3 separate regions of the Mus musculus genome follow, and regions 2 and 3 are each linked to region 1. Evidence: chromatin contacts called from public HiChIP or PLAC-seq data. All regions are on one chromosome and are shown on one strand. Each heading gives the region's core, a stretch centred on a gene start, on an enhancer-like site or on the middle of the called end of the contact. The rest is flanking DNA. Distances are from core to core; before and after follow the strand shown. Region 1 holds the start of Atg4d (autophagy related 4D, cysteine peptidase). Region 2 holds the start of Pde4a (phosphodiesterase 4A, cAMP specific). Region 3 overlaps Slc44a2 (solute carrier family 44, member 2).

Region 1 (4,009 bases), core at 528-3,027:
TGTATGCCTGTAATCCCAGCACTCTGGAGGCGGAGAGAGAAGGATCATAAATTTAGGACAGAGTAGCAGGTAAAGGTGCTTGCTGCCAGCCGGACGACCCGAGTTCAGTCCCTAGGACTCATGTGGTAGAAGGTGACTTCCAAAAGTTGCCCTCTGAGTGCCACATAAGTGCTGTGGCAAGGATGTGTACACACATGCACACACACACCCACGCACGTGTGTGCACTCGCGTACACACACACACACGTGCACATACACACACAGATAAATAAGTGTAATAAATAAATAATAGGCAAATTCAAGGCCATCCTCAGGCACATAGCTTGTAAGTTCAAGCTCAGCCTGGGCTACATAAGATAGGGTCTCAAAATACCAAAATTGGGGCCGGAGAGATGGCTCAGCAGTTAAGGGCACTGGCTGCTTTTTCAGAGGTCCTGAGGTCAATCCCCAGCAACCACATGGTGGCTCAAAACCATTTGTAATGGATTCTGATGCCCTCTTCTGGTGTGTCTGAAGACAGCGACAGCGTTCTCATAAAAATAAAATAAATAAATAAATAAAAAAGATTCACTAAAAAAAATGCCAAAATCGTTTTCCTTTTTTTTTTTTTTAATTTATTTACTTATTATATGGAAGTACATTATAGCTGTCTTCAGACACTCCAGAAGAGGGAGTCAGATCTCGTTACGGATGGTTGTGAGCCACCATGTGGTTGCTGGGATTTGAACTCTGGACCTTCGGAAGAGCAGTTGGGTGCTCTTACCCACTGAGCCATCTCACCAGCCCTCGTTTTCCTTTTATAGTCTTACAGATAACTCCCTCAAATTTTGCTCAGGAGAAAACTGAGGCACTGAGAATCATGACCAATGGGGCACCAATGGGTCAGGGATAGTCACATCCCCAGGGTGACATCTGTTCTGGGTTGATAAACTCTGTTGTGTTCACAGTCTCTTTCGTTCTCATGAAGCTCAGGCTGGTTTCAAACGCCTTGCACAACAGAGGAGGGGCCTGTGCCCCTGCCTTTGCCTCAGAGACTTGGGTTTCATGCACCACTACACTCAGTTTCTGGGTTTCAGGGAATAGAACACAGGGCCTCACGTGTGCTAGGCCCTCTACCAACTCAGCTCCATCGCCAGTGTGCTCAGTCTTTGAGTACCCCAGCACTAAAGAAGCTGACGCAGGCGGGCAGCCATGAGTTGGAGGCCAGCCTGAGCTCCAGGGTGGGTTCTCTGCCTGGGCTCTCCAATTTCACTGCAGGTCGGGGCATGTGTTCTGGGCGTGAACGGAGCTCGTGTGCCTAAGCAGGACTTGAATAGTCGGAATGTATTCTCCTTAGGAGAGTCAGGTCTAAGTGAGAGCTTGTCTCAAAACATTGGAAAGGCCCTTCAGATGGCTCAGCGGATAAAGATGCGATAAAGGTGCTGGCTGTCTAGGAACCTGAGTTGGCTCTTACGAGATCTCCACAGGCACGACAAGCCCCATGTATCGCACCCAGAACATGGGACCTTCAATGCAGTGGAATTTGAGTGGCAGGGCGGGGAAATCTGCACTTTTGAGCGAGAGAAGGTCCGGCGTCCGCAGCTTGAGATGTCATTCAGAACAAGGGTGTGCAAGGCTTGAGAAAGGGCTGTAAATGGGCGTGGCTTCTCCGGCTCTGACCCATTGGTCTGAGATAAGGGCCCCCAGGGACGCGCTTGCGCCTGCGCGGTGAGATTAGGAGGGTGTGGTGAGTCCAAGGGAGGCGGACTGTACAGGGGCGTGGCTTGCTCGCTAGCCAAGCCCACCGTATCCGGGTGCTCTGGGCCACCAAGATGGCGCTGGCTGTGGGAGCCCGGGTATCCGCTGCGGCCAGAGCCGGACCCGGGAGCCCGGCTCTGAGTATAGAGTAACACTGTGCTGGCCGCGGGGCTGCTCCCGAGCGTTCGCAGTTCCCCGGACCTCGGGGACACCTGCGTCCTTCCTCTCCGGCGGGTCCATGAACTCCGTGTCGCCGGCTGCGGCGCAGTACCGCAGCGGGAGCTCGGAGGACGCGCGCCGGGCCGATTGTCGCCGGCCGAGGGGACAAACCCGTATCCCGGATCCTAGCAACCTGGGACCTTCGGGGTCCGGAGTGGCAGCTCTCGGTTCATCTGGGACAGACCCCGCCGAGCCCGACGAGGTGGACAAGTTCAAAGCCAAGTTCCTGACAGCCTGGAACAACGTCAAGTATGGTGAGGAGGGGGTGCACTGGTCAAGGGTGTCAGAGGGGTCAGAGCAAAAGAAACCAAACCTTTACCCTGTCCTGTGGATGAGCCCATCCAGGAGGAGTCACAAGCAGGTCCTCCGCCCTTCCCAGTCCTGGACGTGGGGCAGGTTAAATGGGAAAGGTTTTCAAGCTCCGCCCATTGCACCTGTTTGACCTTGGCCAAATACCTTGCTTTCCTGCGGTCTGTTTACTGCCCTCTGTAACATAGGTGCAATAGTATGAACAGAGTTAATAGATGTTGGTTCACACCTGTAATCCCAGCACTTGGGATGCTGAGGCAGGAGGTTTACCAAGAGTTCTAGGCTATCCTGGACTATATAATAAGTTCCAGGCTGACTTGAGCTCCTCATGAGACTGGGTCTCAAAAAATCGGAAAACAGGGGGCTGGAGAGACTGCTCAGCAGCCTTGGCTGTTCCTCCAGAGGAACAATTACCAGCACCCACATGGCAATTCACAATTGTCTGTAACTCCAGTTTCATGGGATCTAACACCCTCACACAGGTATACATGCAGGCAAAACACCAGTGGATATTTTAAAAAAAAATTGGAAAAAGGCTAGTGAGATGCCGCAGTAGTTAAAGGCATTTGTCACCAAGCTTAAGGACCTCAGCTCCAGCCTGGACCCCAATGGTGGAAGGAGAGCCCCCACTCCTGTCAATGTTCTATACTCCAGACCCAAACTGTGGTGCTTGCTTGTCCACATATATACACAAGCTCACATACACAAAATAAAAATGTGCTTTATAGATTTACAGCAAAACCCAACAGTCAGAATAGAACGGCCCTGGGTTGATAGTGGGTCCTTATGAAGATGTGACTAAGTCCCACCTGTGTTCCAGACAGATGTGGTGTGGCATGGATTTTGCAGAGCCGCCGCCCTGACATCTCAGCTAGGATCAGGCCCAGTTCAACACTGGGGAATGGAAGACCCATTGCTGATACTTGAGTGCTTTAAATTGCTGCGAGCTACTCCATGTTTCCCCAGGTTGGGCAGTTAAAAGCCGGACCAGCTTCAGCAAGATCTCCACTGTTCACCTCTGCGGGCGATGCTACCATTTCGAGGGAGAGGGTGAGGTGTCAAATCTGGAACCAGGGTAGGGGAAGTCTCCTAGGGTTCTCCTTGATTGCCAGGCTGACCAGTTGGTTCTCATAGGTGACATCCAGCGGTTTCAAAGGGACTTTGTATCTCGACTATGGCTCACATATCGCCGGGACTTCCCACCCCTTGCTGGAGGCAGCCTGACCTCAGACTGTGGCTGGGGATGTATGTTACGAAGTGGTCAGATGATGCTGGCCCAGGGCCTGCTCCTGCATTTTCTGCCTAGAGGTGAGTTGTGTATATGCAGGCTGCAAGTGCCTGGCTTCTGGCTCAGCCCTTTAAAACTGCTGCAGACTGTGAGTTGAACAGTGCAGTGGAATTCCAGAACTTGGGAGGTTGAAGCAGGATTTTGAGATATAGTACCCAGTCTGGGATACATAGTGAGTTTCAGGCCAGTTAGAGATAAGTGTGTGAGTGTGTGTGTGTGTGTGTGTGTAGTGTGTGTATATTTTTGACATATATGTATGTATGTGTACATATATATGTATATGTCAGGAAAACAAGATCTTAAGTGGTGCCTGCCTGCAAACATAGCAAGTGCTTAGAGGAGGTAGGAAAAACAGAAGTTCAAGATTATGTCTCAAAAATTAAATAATTATTGAGGCCTAGTGCCTTTAATCCCAGTACGTAGGCAGAGGCAGGCAGATCTCTGTTAGTTCGAGGC
Region 2 (4,009 bases), core at 445-2,944, 100 kb before region 1:
GAAATTGGGAAAGGTTCAATTGCCTGTGTGTTAATAAGAACGGGGGTGGGGGCAAGAATACAAGGCTTGTCCCCCTAGACGACCAGGAGAGGTGATGTAGGGGGCGAGGGCTTGGGCCAAGGGACATTGCAGCACCTGAGCAGCGATCTAGCCTGGGAGGGAAGTGAGAAACGGGAGGGCACACAGCACTCCACCCCCCAGCCCAGCAGCCATCGGGGCTCAGCCAGAGCCGGGAGGAGGGATGGCGACTCGCTCGGATTCCCACTCGCTCTTTGCTCGTTCGCTCGGCACGGCGCTGAGGGAGGCGGGAGCGTGAGTCACGGCAACTCCGGATTTAGGTGCCGGAAGGGGGGTTCTGAGGGCGGGGGACGCGGGGAAAAGGCTCCGATTGTTTACTCGCCTGAAAACGTCAGGGGTGGGTTTCACCCTCCAATGCTCTCCTATCCCAGCTACCCCTCCCACCTGCCTCAGTTTACCTTTCGAAGAACAGCTTAAAGTCTTTAAAAATTAAAAGAAGAGGGGGCGGCGATTGGGCCAGCGGGATTCTCAGTGGGTAAGGGCGTTTGCCTCCAAGCTTGCCTATTTGAATTCGATTCCCAAGGCCCACTAGGGAATCGTTAGGAGAGAACTGACTTCTGCAGAATGTCCTCTGTCCTCTCCTATCCTCGGCATCTAATGGGTATTCGCAAGGACTGAGGGTGCACAGCTGGACCAAATCTTGCTGCAGTAGTTGAGATATGTAGCATTTGGATGATGAAGTGGGAGACTCGAGTTCCCATACACACACACACACACACACACACACACACACACACACACAAATAATGTAATTTAAAAATTCTGAAAGATAAGAGGTAGCGATACCTATATATTAGTCACAGGGGGACCCAAAGGGACACACTCCCATACCTCCAGATGCCTCCAGGCCGACCATACACCAACATGCGTCCTCAGTCACAGACAACTGAGGAAGAATCACGTGCACAACTCGCACCAGCATCCTCCCATTATAATGACAATACAGCGCCGGAGTGCGTGGGAAGGTGTGCACAGTCCTGGGCCACCGGAACAGACCCCACGGGACGCTCCGCCCTCCCGACGGGTCGTACACGTGCGCGCGCCTTCTTACACCCCCCCGACAGCAGCAGCGGGAGCAGTCACCACGTGCGCGCACACACTTCCAGGCGTCATCGAAAACATAGACAACCCTCGGAAGGGGCCACGTGCGCTCACATCCCGCCAGGCGGTGGAGGAGCCACACGCTGTCATTGGTCCTGCGTGCAATACTGTTAGCTTGCAGACACCGCGTCCTGGTGGCACGAGGACCACTCCCGCAAAAGGGGACCTGGGATAAAGGGTGACAGGGGTTCTAAAAACGAGGATACGACAGCCCCTGACTCCGCCCTAGCCTTGATGGATGCGGCTGAGTGACACCCCGCCAACCAGTCGGATGTCTTCGTCCCGATGCCATTAACCCTTTAACTCTTCGGTCCCTGTGCGTTGTTTGCTGCTCCAAAGGGCTCTTGGAGATTGGCGCGCGTTGGCGCCCCCTCCCCGGCGGGAATGGGTTGTGCGTGGGTGTGGAGGACCGCCACCCTCCTCTCCTTGGAGGAGGAGGGGGTGGCGCTGTGACAGTCGCCAGGCGGGCGGGCGGGTGGGGGGGCAGGGAGGGGCGGGCCGGGGCGGGGAGTCGCGGCTGGCGCCGGGTTCCGAGAGCGCAGCGGGCTCCAAGCGCCAGGAGGACACCGGCGCCGCCGCCGTCCGCGTTCTCCGTCCTTGGGCGCCATGGCCCCACTGAGGCCAGGAGCTCCCGTGGGTCCCCAAGCACCTCGGCCGTGGCGCCACTGAGCTCGGACAGGCCAGGGGACGTTTTTGCCCCCGGGCACCCCACAAGACAGAGCGGGAGCCATGGAGCCTCCGGCCGCCCCCTCGGAGAGGAGCCTGTCTCTCTCTCTTCCCGGGCCCCGAGAGGGCCAGGCCACCCTGAAGCCGCCCCCCCAGCACCTGTGGCGGCAGCCGAGGACCCCGATCCGCATCCAGCAGCGCGGCTACTCGGACAGTGCCGAGCGCTCAGAGCCAGAGCGCTCGCCGCACCGGCCCATAGAGCGCGCCGACGCCGTGGACACTGGCGACCGGCCAGGCCTGCGGACTACCCGCATGTCCTGGCCCTCGTCCTTCCACGGCACCGGTACCGGCGGAGGCAGCAGTAGGCGGTGAGACTCCCCCGGCGAGCGGAGCGCACAAGCGCTCGAGGGGCGCCACGCGCAATGCTGGCCAAAGGGGGCGCTGTGGGGCGGATGGGGGGGCCAGCGTGACCCGCGTGGGTGGAGAGAGGGGGCGCCACTGCACCAGAAGCCCTTTAACTTATGGGATACCCAGGGTAAAGTTGAGGGTCGGGGGGATCCATGCTGTTTTAGGGCTCTCTACAAGCTTAGCCAGTAATGGTACAGAGCAGCTGCTGGAATGGGAGTACCTCTTGGAGAGACTGACTGAGGCTGGACTAATTGTGGGGTGTCCTAGGGAACATTCGATAAGGGGTGACTGAAGAACCACGCTGGATACTTCCCATGGGGTAGCACACTAGACGCTAGTGGGTGGAGAATTGGATCAGGGCAGCCCTACAGTAGCTGGTGTTAGTCCAGGCTGTATTATGACTTGGAACAAGCCCTAGCCAGGCAGTTAGGGCTTCATGGCACCCCAAGGTGCCCCATGGACCTGTGCCAAGGGCATGTGAGGTCCCATCAAAGAAGAATTCCCACCTTTCTGAAGTGACAGATGAAGGTGTGTAGAGTAGCTGGGATTCCTGCCATGGTAGCCTCAGGGAGGGGTCTTCAGTTGTGTGTGACAGGCTGGGGCTGCCTGTACTTGGGGCTCTGCCTAACTCTGCTATGAAGACAGTGATTGTGACAGTGGCATTGTGCTTCTGGGCTTCTGTAACTGTCCCAGGGTGACTATGTTGGTGTCTGTCACAGAGCTGTAACAGCATGGCTGTATCTGTACTCCACAGAGTGCAGTTGTGACATGATGACAGTGATGGCTGGCTCTGCCATAGTGTCTGTGGTGGTGACAGAGTAACTGTGTCCTTGTGGGACCATGGTTAATGTGGCATAGTGACTGTTTGCTTCAAGGACAGCAGATCGACAGTTTCCATGTTCCAGGGGACACCTCCTTGCTGGCAGGATATGTTCCACAGACTCAGAGCTTTGGGGCTGTTATATGTGCCAACCTTCCCTGAGGCCCTGTGAGACAATGTGACCACTCTTGTGGTCAGCCGAGGCTGGCCTTGAACTTGTGACGGTCCTGCTTTGGCTTCCTAAGGGCTGAGATGGCAGATGCGCACCACTTTACCCAGCTCAGTCATGCTGTCACCTCTATCTAGTGGCAGCTCTAACAGTCATTACTCTGGCCGATAAGCCATGCATCATCTGCCCTGTGTACCTTAATTACCAGTGTCTTCTTGACATAGATAGTCCCAGTGATCACAGCCACTGTAAGTGGAGCCTCGGGGCTCTGACTGAGTTCACCAGGCCCCGGGGTGATGGACTTCCTACATTCACTCACAACTGCCTATTGCCTGAGTCCTAAAACAGGCCCCCTTAGACTATTACTGCAGTCTACCTACATCTTTCTGGGGAGCCCCCCCCCAGTTCCTACAGCACTCCAGCACTCCAAGGACACCCCTTCCTTTAGTACTCCTCAGTCCCAGCAGCTTGAGTCCCTACCAGGAAGCAAGTGTCAGGCTCCTGAGATCCTGTCCCCCCCCCCCCCCACCACCAGAGGGAACTAGTAGAGAGAAGCTGTTAAAAAAAAAAAAAGCAAACCTCACATCAACAGGAAATGCCAAGCCTGAGACTTGGAGTCTCTGAGGGCGCAGGGGGTGGAGCTCCAGAAATCAGGCCCTATTCCCTTTTAAGGCCCTGGGGACCTCTTGGACCCCTGGTGTCTGGTGACCAGGCTGAGTGGTAGTAATTACAATCCGGATGCCCTTTCCTTAATGGCTCGCTCCTGG
Region 3 (4,009 bases), core at 863-3,362, 83 kb after region 1:
GCTCCCTATGGCACTGGGGCTACAGACTAGCACATGGTCACACCCATGAATTTATGAGCAGGATGGAGACTTGAACTCAAGTCCTCATTTTTAAGTCCCCTTACCTATTGAGCCATTTCTCCAGGCCTGCTAACACCTTTTTCTGGACTAAAGTAATGGATAGTTTGTTTGTTTGTTTGTTTTGTGTTTTGTTTTGTGTTTTATTTTGTTTTTTTGTTTTTTGTTTTTTGTTTTTTGTTTTTTTTGTTTTTCGAGACAGGGTTTCTCTGTGTAGCCCTGGCTGTCCTGGAACTCACTCTATAGACCAGGCTGGCCTCGAACTCAGAAATCCGCCTGCCTCTGCCTCCCAAGTGCTGGGATTAAAGGTGTGCGCCACCACTGCCCAGCGTAATAGATACTTTTGCTTCTAGGACCTGTCCTTGGTCTAGCCTCAGCTACTCTGAACTGACACTGTGGCTCCTTATCCCTCTCCCAGACCTTCCCCTTGCGGAATGAGAGCCTCCAGTGTCCCACTGCCCGCTGCCAGTTTGCCTTCTATGGTGGCGAATCGACCTACCACCGTGCCCTGCTGGGCCTGCAGATCTTCAATGCATTCATGTTCTTCTGGCTAGCCAACTTCGTGCTGGCCCTAGGCCAGGTAACCCTGGCCGGAGCCTTTGCCTCCTATTACTGGGCTATGCGGAAGCCTGATGATATGCCTGCCTTCCCCCTCTTCTCTGCTTTTGGCCGAGCACTCAGGTAAATAGGAGTGTTGGGGTGGGGAGGGGAGGGATGCAGGGACCTCTTCTGGCCGGGCCACTGATCCAAGATTTTGATTCCAGGTACCACACGGGCTCCTTAGCTTTTGGCTCCCTTATCTTAGCCATCGTGCAGATCATCCGAGTGATGCTGGAATACCTGGACCAGCGCCTAAAAGGTGCCGCCCTTCCTGTAGCTTCAGCCAGGGTCTGGACTTAGTCCCTGATTGGGTGTTGCTTGAGGGGTGGGGCCGGAGCTATGCCTCTCCTGGGTTTCCCTTTGTGAAGGGGTGGGGCTGAGTGGCAGAGGAGCAGGTGGAAGAGCCAACTGAAGGCAGGCATGGTGGCACAGGCCTTTAATCCCAGTATTCCAGAGTCAAGCAGACCTTTTGTGAGAGTTGGAGGCCAGCCTGGCCTACAGAGCGAGTTCTAGGACAGCCAGAGCAATGAAGTGAACCCCTGAGAAGAGTGAACTGAGTTGCTCAGAGTTCTGGGTGTCTAGGGGCGGGGTGGATCCAGGAAGGGCAGCTCTGACTAACAAAGCTGTCTTGTTTTGAGGCAGCTTTTTACTAAGTAGGCCTAGCTGACCTGAAACTCTGATATGAGATCCACCTGCCTCTGTTTCTGAGTGCTTGGATTGAAGGTATACATCACTGCTCCTGTTTTGTTTTAAAAGGCTGGCATCCAAACTCACTAAACTGCCAAGGATGGCCTTAATTCCTGATCCTGAGCAATTACTTTTGTGGGTTACTTTTGTGGATTGATTAATTTACTTACACTGAGGCAGACTCACTTAGTTGTTGAGGCTGGCCTAGTAGTAGTTCTGGCAAGCCTCAGACTTTGCAATCCTTAGCTGTCTTGCTGGAGCTTGGTGTCTCATTCAAATGAAGCCCATCTCATGCCATCCTTTCATCCCTTCCATTCTCTTTCAGCTGCACAGAACAAGTTTGCCAAGTTCCTCATGGTCTGTCTCAAGTGCTGCTTCTGGTGCCTAGAGAAGTTTATCAAATTCCTGAATAGGAATGCCTACATCATGGTGAACAGCAGGGCTGTATTGCTGCCCTGGGTGGGAGGATTCCCCATCTCCATCCCGTGGGCCTCAAACCTTCTTCTGTTCACTCCAGATTGCTATCTATGGCACCAACTTCTGTACCTCAGCCAGGAATGCCTTCTTCCTGCTTATGAGAAATATCATCAGGTTAGCAGGACACACCTCCACCCCCCAGCCTCCCTGTCCCATCTCACCTTTCCCAGCCCCCCTTTGCCCTAGCCCTCTTTCTGAACCAGCCTTCCACTTACTGTGCCTCCCCTCCCACCTCCACCCTCTCCCAGGCTCTGAACCCACGCTCACACCGCTCCCTTCACTCTCCCCTACAGGGTGGCCGTCCTGGACAAAGTTACAGACTTCCTCTTCCTGTTGGGCAAACTTCTGATTGTGGGTAGTGTGGGTGAGTGATGCCACCAGGCCTGTCTATACTGACATCTGGGAGCCTGTTGGGAGTGACCTGTAAGCTGGTGTCAGGCTCAGGTAGTCTTCTGTGAAGTCCTTCCTTGAAGACTCAGCCTTGTCCCCTCATCCCAACACAGGCATCCTGGCCTTCTTCTTCTTCACCCATCGGATCAGAATTGTGCAAGATACAGCCCCACCTCTCAATTATTACTGGGTTCCGATCCTGGTGAGCACCTTTGGGGACAGACCAGGGTCTGGGTAGAAGCGGGGGGTTGAAGGTAGGGGTCGGGAATTGCGCAGATTCCTTTGGTGACGGTTGGGGGTGGCACAGTCATTGGTTATTTGGTCCCTAAATATTTACTGAATACCTGCTGAAGGCACAGGGATGGAGGGACTTTTCCTTAGGGACTAGAGTTACTGCCGTTTACATTTGTTTATTGTGTTTGTGCTGGGTAGATGCACTTGTGGAAAGGCAAAAACACTTAGACACTTGTAGGAAGTGGTTCTCTTCTCCTTCTATGTTTTAGGGGTTGGATTCAGGTCATCTGGCTTGGTGGTGTCTTCATCCACCAAGCCATCTTGCCAGCCCTAATAATAATTATATATACACATATATAATATATATTACATATAATTAATAATATATTATTAATAATAGGTCTTATTATCACTCTTACTATTATTGTAGAAAAATGTTATTTTGTTATTTAGGTTTCTTTCCCATTTTGTTTCGTTTGTTTTTTGAGACAAGGTTTCTCTGTGTAGCCCTGCCTGACCTGGAGCTGGCTCTGTTGACCAGGCTGGCCTCCAGTTAACAGAGATCCACCTCCCTTTGCCTCCCAAGTGCTGGGATTACAGGAGTGGGCCACCACAGCCCTGCTCTTTTCTTGTTTTTTTGAGACAGGGTTTGTCTACATAACTCTGGCTAACCTGGAGCTCACCATGTAGACCAGGCTGTCCTCAGACTCAGTGGTTTTGTTTTTTATTTTGAGACAAAAGTCTCTCTATGTAGCCTTGGCTGACTTGAAACTGATTATGTAGACCAGGCTAGCCTCAGACTCAGACATCTGCCTACTCCAGCCTCTTTAGTGCTGAAATTAAAGGTGTGTACCTTTAATTATCTCTATTTATTAGCTTTTATTTTATATGTATTGGTGTTTTGCCTGCCTGTGTGTCTGTGTACCACATGCATGCATGATGCCCGTGGTGGCCAAAAGAGGGCATCAAATTCTCTGGGCCTGGGATGTGGGATTACAAATGTTTGTAAGCTGCCATTCGGGCCCTGAGAATTAACCCCCGGTTCTCTGGAAGAGCAGCCAGTACGCTTGTCTGCTAAGCCAACTCTCCAAAACTCTCCTCTTTGCCTTTTTTCCTTGACTGACACCCAGGCCAACATAGAACTTTTGATCTTTTTGCCTACCAAGCCCTGGGATTGTGCCACATTGTGTCACCACAGAAAAAGCCTTGCAGGTTAGATGCGTTGGACATTATCCAATGATGATGCTGACGGCACACACCTACCATCTCAACACTAGGAAGAACAGGCAGAAGAATCAGAAATAGAATAGTAAATTCAGGGCCAATTCTAGCTACAGAATTCTCTATCTAAAAAAAAAAAAAAAAAACAAAACAAAACAAAAAACAGGCAGGCAGTGGTGGCTCATGCCTTTAATCCCAGCGTTTGACAAAGCAAGTTCCAGGACAGAGAAACCCTGTCTTGAAAAATCTTAAGAAAAAGAAAGTATGGAATGACTAGGCAAAGGGGAATAGCAGAGAGCCTGAGGTCTGGATCTCTTTATTTCCTGGTAGTGTCTCCTACCCT

The links. HiChIP or PLAC-seq counts read pairs in DNA pulled down with a chosen protein or histone mark.
Region 2: a contact with region 1 is called in an H3K27ac HiChIP or PLAC-seq map of embryonic stem cells, with 7 read pairs. The contact joins the promoter of Pde4a here to the promoter of Atg4d in region 1. A contact is called at or near these places in 9 of 39 promoter capture datasets (the 3T3-L1 cell line, the C10 cell line, cranial neural crest and 5 more), 1 of 15 datasets of contacts at CTCF or cohesin (large pre-B cells), 5 of 484 Hi-C or Micro-C datasets (the HL-1 cell line, cerebral cortex, embryonic stem cells and 1 more), 4 of 115 datasets of contacts at active chromatin or transcription factors (effector CD8 T cells, embryonic stem cells and large pre-B cells) and 3 of 9 other capture datasets (adipose tissue, liver and pancreatic islet).
Region 3: a contact with region 1 is called in an H3K27ac HiChIP or PLAC-seq map of microglia, with 5 times the contacts expected there. The contact joins the enhancer-like site here to the promoter of Atg4d in region 1. A contact is called at or near these places in 10 of 39 promoter capture datasets (the 3T3-L1 cell line, the C10 cell line, the HPC-7 cell line and 6 more), 4 of 484 Hi-C or Micro-C datasets (B cells, ECoMG-derived neutrophils, Th17 cells and 1 more), 11 of 115 datasets of contacts at active chromatin or transcription factors (the 230-238 cell line, the HPC-7 cell line, the SCID.adh cell line and 6 more) and 4 of 9 other capture datasets (adipose tissue, embryonic stem cells, liver and 1 more).

The regions. Positions count from the first base shown.
Region 1 is chr9:21,263,508-21,267,516 of GRCm38.p6, forward strand. It overlaps Atg4d (autophagy related 4D, cysteine peptidase), which reads left to right and starts at 1,778. Exons shown (of 10, transcript NM_153583.10): 1 at 1,778-2,210; 2 at 3,232-3,315; 3 at 3,400-3,573. The coding sequence starts at 1,976.
Region 2 is chr9:21,164,020-21,168,028 of GRCm38.p6, forward strand. Pde4a (phosphodiesterase 4A, cAMP specific) reads left to right here and starts at 1,695. Exons shown (of 15, transcript NM_183408.3): 1 at 1,695-2,213. The coding sequence starts at 1,909. Gm36118 (a long non-coding RNA gene) reads right to left here and starts at 1,649. Exons shown (of 3, transcript XR_870565.1): 1 at 910-1,649.
Region 3 is chr9:21,346,214-21,350,222 of GRCm38.p6, forward strand. It overlaps Slc44a2 (solute carrier family 44, member 2), which reads left to right. Exons shown (of 23, transcript NM_001359227.1): 15 at 476-738; 16 at 822-916; 17 at 1,670-1,773; 18 at 1,862-1,935; 19 at 2,115-2,185; 20 at 2,325-2,413. Among named protein-coding and RNA genes, the nearest start is that of Ilf3, 20 kb to the right of the region's middle. Within about 2 kb of position 2,113, at least 51 of the 459 cell types and tissues checked have an H3K27ac peak or open chromatin away from gene starts, as enhancers often do. A contact at or near this core is called in ECoMG-derived neutrophils, the HPC-7 cell line, Th17 cells and 2 more, where this site is marked.